Regions from separate parts of the Triticum aestivum genome. Here region 2 is linked to region 1. A link is a contact called in public Hi-C data. All regions are on one chromosome and are shown on one strand. Each heading gives the region's core, a stretch centred on a gene start, on an enhancer-like site or on the middle of the called end of the contact. The rest is flanking DNA. Distances are from core to core; before and after follow the strand shown. Region 1 has its middle 20 kb from the start of LOC123065568. Region 2 has its middle 8.4 kb from the start of LOC123070505.

What was found. Hi-C and Micro-C count contacts between places; a contact is called where the count stands out from the background.
Region 2: a contact with region 1 is called in a Hi-C map of leaf, with 9 times the contacts expected there. The contact joins two enhancer-like sites. A contact is called at or near these places in 3 of 5 Hi-C or Micro-C datasets (leaf and an unstated tissue) and 1 of 1 datasets of contacts at active chromatin or transcription factors (leaf).

What each region holds. Positions count from the first base shown.
Region 1 is chr3B:484,594,623-484,598,526 of IWGSC CS RefSeq v2.1, forward strand. No RefSeq gene overlaps it. Among protein-coding and RNA genes, the nearest start is that of LOC123065568, 20 kb to the left of the region's middle. Within about 2 kb of position 1,534, at least 1 of the 8 cell types and tissues checked has an H3K27ac peak or open chromatin away from gene starts, as enhancers often do.
Region 2 is chr3B:485,193,304-485,197,419 of IWGSC CS RefSeq v2.1, forward strand. No RefSeq gene overlaps it. Among protein-coding and RNA genes, the nearest start is that of LOC123070505, 8.4 kb to the right of the region's middle. Within about 2 kb of position 1,653, at least 5 of the 8 cell types and tissues checked have an H3K27ac peak or open chromatin away from gene starts, as enhancers often do.

The sequences.
Region 1 (3,904 bases), core at 284-2,783:
GTATAAGCTGAACATTATAAAAATACAGATCGAACTTTTGTCTAAAATATGTTGAACAATTTCTTAGTATACAATGACCATTTTCGAAATACACATTGAACATTAAAAAATATTGAACAATTTCTTAGTATACACTGAACATTTTTATAATGCTGGTGAACGTTTTTAATGTATGCTGAATTTTTTGTTAATATACAATGAGCATTTTTGTAATACATGGTGAATTTTTTGTAAAATACGCTGAACAATTTCATAGTATCAGCTGAACGTTATAAAAATACAGATCCAACTTTTGTCTAAAATATGTTGAACAATTTCTTAGTATACAGTGACCATTTTCAAAGTACACATTGAACTTTCAAAAATATTGAATAATTTCTTAGTATACGAGTGACATTTTTATAATGCCGATAAAGATTTTTTAATGTATGCTGAATATTTTGTTAATATACGGCGAGCATTTTCAAAGTACACATTGATTTTTTAGTAAAATATGCTGGAAAATTTCATAGTGTTGTTATAAAAATGCAGATCGAACTTTTGTCTAAAATATGTTGAACAATTTCTTAGTATACAATCATCATTTTCAAAATACACATTGAACTTTAAAAAATATTGAACAATTTCTTAGTACTATACGATGAACATTTTTATAATGCTGGTGAACATTTTTTAATGTATGATGAGTATTTTGTTAATATACAATGAGCATTTTCGTAATATGCGGTGAATTTTATGTAAAAAATGCTGAACAATTTCGTAGTATTAGCTGAACGTTATAAAAATACAGATCAAACTTTTGTCTAAAATATGTTGAACAATTTCTAAGTATACAAGCCATTTTCAAAATACACATTGAACTTTAAAAAATATTGAACAATTTCTTAGTATACGATGAACAATTTTATAATGCTAGTGACGTTTTTAATTTATGCTGAATATTTTGTTAATATACAACAAGCCTTTTCGTAATACATGGTGAATTTTTTATATAGGACAAAAAAAGTAGAGAAAAAATAAAGGAAAAGGGAAACAGAAAAAAATGAAATAGAAGCAACAACCAACCAAACATAAGTCAGTCCAACTGAGGCGTAGGGAGGAACGCTCTCTCAGTGATGCCACCAATATTTGCCACTTACGGGCGGCAAATATGATTGGTCGTCCCTGAGTAGTATGTTACCTTTCTCTATTTGTAAAAGGAAACGATTGGACTCAGCCGACGGATATTTCGATCACATCGATCGTCTTGTGTGTGTGCCACGTGCCGGTGGGCCCACAAACCGCTCTAGCGTAGTCATCATTATCCTCGCGTCGCGTGCGCCATGTGACAATGCATAGAGTTTTTGCAACTCGCTCCTTGTTGCAAACCTTTGACCACAACAAGAGGTCAGTTGCAGTTCCTGAGCAGCCACATATTCGTTTTCGTAGCCCAGACCCCAAGCACCATCCCGTCCTTCGCACCGCCGTTTCACGCTCCTGCCTCACCGGTGAGATCCCGTGCCTCGCCTCCTCTTCTTTTTCTCTTCCTCCTCCTTTTCCTCCTTCTCCCGCTTAACCTCGCAGCCCCCTCTGCCCCTTTGCAGGTCACGGCCATGGTTCCCACTTTGCCTGAGCTCGTGCAGAGAGGGCGGCGTCGCCGCCACTCGCCGGCCGGCGGCCACTTCCTCCACTGCGCTTCTTCTCCATCCAGCACCGACCTCCTCCATGTCGCCTCCGGCCATCACCGAGTGCCTCCCTGTTGCCATTGAAATGACGGTGTTGCAAATGGCAACAACAATGAAAGTGGTGTTGCTGCGACATCATCTCTCGTTGCAAAAAAATTGTAACATCATTCATGTTGCAAAAATCCTTAGCAACATCATCTCTCATTGCAAAAAAATAAAAAAAAATCTGCAACATCTTCTCTTAGTGCAAAAAAATTCTGCAACATCACCCATGTTGTAAAAGTCCTTCAGCAACATCATCTATATTATAAAAAGATGAAGATGAAAAACAAAATTCTGCAATAAGACATCTTCTAAGTGGTTCTCGCAACACGACTTCTGTTGCAAAAGTGAAGGAAGCGGCCGCAACATTGCACTAGATCTGACGGCTCATAACCCGGCCGATCTTTTAAAAAGATTCGCGGATGGATGCGTAGCACGCCTCATTAATTTCAAAATGTCCGGCCGTAGCTCTCGGGTCAAAGAGAGCGCTCATGGAGTTACTAGCTTTCAAACCCAACGAGGCGAGAGTGCAGCCATGCATGTAGTCACACGCACCAGTGGATTAAACTATCCGCCCACGGTACGTGATGGAGCCTAACCACTTGACCAAGTGTGCTTTTGATGCGCTGCAAGCTGGTTCCTTTTAATTAAAAATTAAATAATTTCGTTCTGGTAGTAGTAGGATACTGGTCATAGTGTACACACGCACGCATCTGCTGTCGACCGATCGATGGCCTGTGGCTGTGAAGTTTGACTAGTGTCCAAAGCTGCCAATGGCGTCGCAGGCCCATGCATGTGGCTTTGAAGTTTATCCGTCTAGCTCCGTTTTTGTTTTCCAAGTGGAGTAGCAGTAGCTAGTGTGTGCCCGAGCACATGTGGCCTGCTGTTTTGTCACACACCTTTGCGTGAACACCAAGAGGCACGCAGCGGATTAACAACTTGGGCAGCACTACTTGGCGATTAAATATCTCTCTGCATTGCTTCCTCATTCGGCAAGGGTTGAAGGAAAAATCGGGCTCAGATTTGTCGATTTCACAACTCCCACCTTGATGCAAGGAGTATAGATGTATATTAGGCGGCGATCTCGACTCTTGTGGTTTAATTTAACCCCAATCTATCAACTAATCGCATTTTCCGTTTTGCCTTCCCAAAAATTATGCAGTGAACAGTTGGGCTGAAGATACATACTCTCGCATACTCTCCTGCAGAGTAATGAGAAACCGACAGTACGAGTTTAAGCACCTCTCCAATTCCAGTTCTGGTGTAGAGATTCACGAGGCATAGTGTTGATCCCACCAGTGCCTTCCTTGATCCAGCTTTTTTCCAGCCCGCTTTCGAACCCCTTCAAATGGTTACTTTACATTTACACGAGAAATCCCTTATAATGTCGCTCTAAAAGTTTTTTTTTTGAAACAAGTCAAAAAGTACAGTTGTCTGCAATGGAGTATGATTGGTGCAACTTTAATTTTCCAACTCTTTTCCACGCTTTGGTAGGCAGACAAGTCTGTGCGACCTATAGCTTCAAACAGAACAGACCCTAATATTCGTGGAGCTGAGCACAGAATCTAGGCGAATACTCAAGAGATAATATGGCGGACTTATTGACTTTGACTAGCAGACATTTTTGTCCTGCCTGAAACAGCATTTGTGAAGCTGTCATCACACAGAATCTAGCTAGCAAGGTTCTAGCCTTATAGACGACGAGCACACTAGCACTAGATTTTACACTAAAATTCGTTTACAGTCTGATTACTTAACAAGCGATGAACACTTGGATCCTACGGCATGCAGTCTGTAGGTTTAGCAAACGTATGCTCGATTTCTTTACTTCGTCTTCCTAGCAAATCATAGGAGGCAGCTTCTCGCAAAAATAAAAATAGAATCATAGGAGGCAGTGTGTTGGTCTCACTCATGACTCATCCTCACATCCGCAGGAAACAAAAGCATTCCGTTTCAGAATTCGGAAACGACAAGGGCTTTCGTGCGAAATACCCATGCTGCTTTGCTACCAAGGAAAACGACCTCACACACGCCGAGATCCGAGCCACGGTCAGCCGGTCTCTCTGTCTCAATAAACATTCGCAGAAGCGCAGGGTTGACTTTGCCACAACAGCCCTCCTCCTGCATATGCATTGCAGCTTGCAGAGATTTGCAAACAAACAGCGGCGTCTGTTATAAACTAAACCGACTATAGCACT
Region 2 (4,116 bases), core at 403-2,902, 600 kb after region 1:
TCTTTACCTCTCGACCATTTTGAGACTCCTCGTCATGTACGTGATCTCATCCGAGACTCTGAACAACATTCAGTCACCAAATCATATAACTCATGTAACACTATATCGTCAACGAACGTTAAGCGTGCGGACCCTATGGGTTTGAGAACTATGTAGACATGACCGAGACACCTCTTCGGTCAATAACCAATAACGGAACCTGGATGCCCATATTGGTTCCTACATATTCTACGAAGATCTTTATCGGTCGAACCGTTATGACAACATACGTAATTCCCTTTGTCCATCCGTATGTTACTTGCCCGAGATTCGATTGTCGGTATCTTCATACCTAGTTCAATCTTGTTATCGGCAAGTCTCTTTACTCGTTCCGTAATACATCATCTTGCAACTAACTCCTTAGTCATTTTGCTTGCAAGGCTTCTTATGATGTGTATTACCGAGAGGGCCCAGAGATACCTCTCCGATACTCGGAGTGACAAATCCTAATCTCGATCTATGGCAACTCAACAAACACCTTCGGAGATACCTGTAGAGCATCTTTATGATCACACAGTTACGTTGTGATGTTTGATAGCACACAAGGTATTCCTCCGATATCCGGGAGTTGCATAATCTCATAGTCGAAGGAATATGTATTTCTCATCAAGAAAGCAATAGCAATAAACTGAACGATCAATATGCTAAGCTAAGAGATGGGTCTGGTCCATCACATCAAGAAAGCTACTACCATTAAGGCTCTTACTTATGTCCCTCCTATTAAGTTGCATGATGATTCGTGTGTCGCTAAATCCATCCTTGACTGACCTCTATGCTAGAGGAAAATAGGCCGTTGAAAGCCCAATTTGAGAATGGTCTTGTATCTTTCATTCAAGGCTAAAATGAGAATTGTGTTTGACCCCTCTTCTTGGAAGAAAATGAACAAGAAGAGAACAAAAAGAAGAAAATCGGTCCAACTCCTACGCCCCAACAAGAGATAGTCTTTTGCCGGTTATGATCCGCATTTCGGTCAATTCCATGTGATCGTCTTTAAGAGGAGCAATCTCAAATTTGTGTTTGCTTGGCATGTTGAAGACAACCTTTACATGGTTGATTTCTCAAAAGAGGAAACTCATCTTACAATATGTCTAATGGCCAAAGCCAATGTGGGGTGGCTATGACACCGACGGCTAGCCCACGTTGACAGGAGAAATTTACAAGCTCTTAAAGGGGAACACATCCCAGGCCGGTGCATGCCCCGGTACGCTGCGTGGGCGATGCTCTCGGACGGCGCTTTAATGCCGGATCAAGTACGAGAGAAAAATATTCAGACCGGTGCGCGGACTGATGTGAGACTTTGTTGAATGATAAAACACGTCAAACCCTTATGATCCGGACGGATGGGAGGCTTGAGGGTCCGCGTTGAAGATGACCTCCTGACCCATCAGAGGCATTGCAGGTTGCAGCTGATGCGATTCTCTCCCGATGCTGAACCAACGGAAACTATTTCTAAACAGTGTCCCGGATTATTTTTTAAATTTCTTTTGGACAGTGTCAAGGATGGCGGCCGCCAACTTGCATGTAGGCTGGCGACGGAGGGGCCGGGCCAGCCTCCAGTATGGGGCTCAAAAGAAGGCAGGTGGGCAGGTGGATGAGGGAGGGGGCGTGGCCTTCACATGAAGTGTGGACCAGGCCAGCCAAGTGCATTCCCCCCTGAAACAATTTGCAGCTGCTGTGCCTGTCTCGTGCTCACCGCTGACATTGCCCGCTGCTTTCTTCCAATTCATTTCCGCCTCCTGCTCTTGTTTCTTTCTCTCTCTGTCTCTAGGGCTTATCTCTCTATATCTTAAGTATTTTTCTATGCACTACTCGAATAATGCAGAGACGCGCGCATGGGCCTCTTGTCTTTTAGGATGGGAGGCGAGATTCTATCTGCGATTTGGCTGTTAGTTTTTTGCCAATTGTGTTGTGTTCCAGATAAGGGCCAGGCCGATGAGAAAACAAGATAACTTAGCTGTCCCCTCCAAAGCCACTTGTTTGTCTCGGCTGGGTGAAAGCCTATCTATCTATCTGGCCTATGTGGTAAACTAATTGTGCAGGTGGCTAGCGGTTTCATTAACTTCTAAGTAGCTCGCTCCATCTCTCCCTTGTTAAAATTTACCCGAGTAGCACACACTGGCATTTTTTCTCGTAATAGTAAGAAGGAAATAATCGGTGCGTCCTCTGCTGAGCTCATTATCTCAGGTAGTAGCTCGCATGATAAACATTTGCATTTAGCACCTATGCACGTGTTTACACGTCATTTTACGTCTGTAAGAGAGAGAGAGAGAGAGGGGGGGGCGGAAACTGCGGACGTGGATCCTCTGACTTTGCAATCCCTGTCATACCCTGCCTTTGAGTCACTGACAGGTGGGCCCCATGCTTTGTGGGACCCGTGTGTCAGTGACTCAAAGGTAGGCTTGGCCACGGCAGGGGATCCTCGTCCGGAAACTGCTGGGAGGTGTGAGGTGTGGAGCAGCTGCATGATTTGGACGGAAGTGAAAGGGATAATTAGGCGCCGCTGATGGAGCACCTCGATTTTCTTGTGCGCTGACGGATTCTTTCTCTTTCTCTTGGCGGGAGTGCCGACGGGCAGTGAAGCAACCGACAACATCATCAGGAGATAAGCTGCCTTCTGTTGGGCGTTGGCCTTTGTCTGTCCATCCATGGAAGCGCGAGTTTTCCTTCTACACGCTCATAGTCAATGTAATTAAAAAAACGATCTAATAAAATAGAAATAGACTAAGCAATACATTTATACGTCAGCACACTAAAAAAACAGTAGAAGTAAATATCATTCTACAGTATAGAAGCCAGAAAAGTGTCCAATGGCATTAGTTTGAGGGGATAGCGTAATTTGGTGCGGGCTCCTATATATTCAACGTTATTACTGTATATAGTACTACTACCATGCGAAAAAAGTTTACTCTACTCTTATATTGTATAGTAGGAGTACTACTAGTTACTCTACTAGTACTACTAGTGCGGAGTATACTTAAACAAAAAGTACTCCGTAATAAAAATCTGGCACCACGTACCCGTCCTTATCTCACATGGCGCCATGCATATGCCGTGTCTTTCCGTGACTCTCGTTGTACCACTGCCGCTTAATTAAGCACGACGAGACGATCCGGCCGAGTCTCTCTTCTTCTTCTTTTGTCATGGCGCGTCGACAAGGGTTCCTCCAGCTCAACAGCAGATGGAGCCAACACACGTTGCAAATGGTGAATATAGTAGTATTGCTGCAACAACACATTATGCCATGATCACGCCGCCGTGGATGGCCGTGGAGGGTAGATCGGGCGGGAAAAGGCGTATGTACTCCTCGTCTGCACTGCACGTCCTCACCAAAAAACAAAAGGCACGCGATATTTCCTAACGCACATCTTTTTGTAATCTTCAGTTAACTATAATAATCTAGCTGTGTGTGTGTGTGGGGGGGGGGGGGGGGGGGGGGGGGGCTAGCTTTCACTCGGCCCGGTGCCCGCACCGCATGCAATGGATGCTCGATAAACACATGCGGCAGGATTTTGCTCATACTTGCAAGCTTCGGTTTCACATCACATCCACGCGATCGACCAGCTAGCTAACCTGAGCCAGGGGCGAACCTATCCGGCTGACCTGGCGGTGGTTAGCGTGCAGTACAAATGCAATATGTATGTAAGCTAGTAAAGTGTTTGGGCGATCAAGGCATGTGAAGACTGGCCGGCTGGAACAAGGAGATAGAAAACGTGGGCTCTTTCCGTCATCGTCGGTAGACGATATGATTAGGCTAGGCGCATATTTAGCCTGCCCGCGATTCAAATGGTTTGTTTAGGACAGGAAGGCCTTTTGACCAGGCGGGGGGTGGTTGGTGTTGGAGGAGGAGCCCCCCTGCTCTGCTGTGCCATTTGTTTTTCTTGTACGTCATCTCATCTCTACCTCCACGCATATGAAGATTGTTTTCCACAGGTGTGAACACTAATCACGGACGAGCTGATGGAGTCTTATAAATCTGCCCGCTCTGCTTTGTGCGTGGATCGGTTCGCGAATCACTTGTGTCACAGAACTTCCTAAACAATGCCTCGCGGTTTCCCTGTATTCTGACCAGAGCTGGGC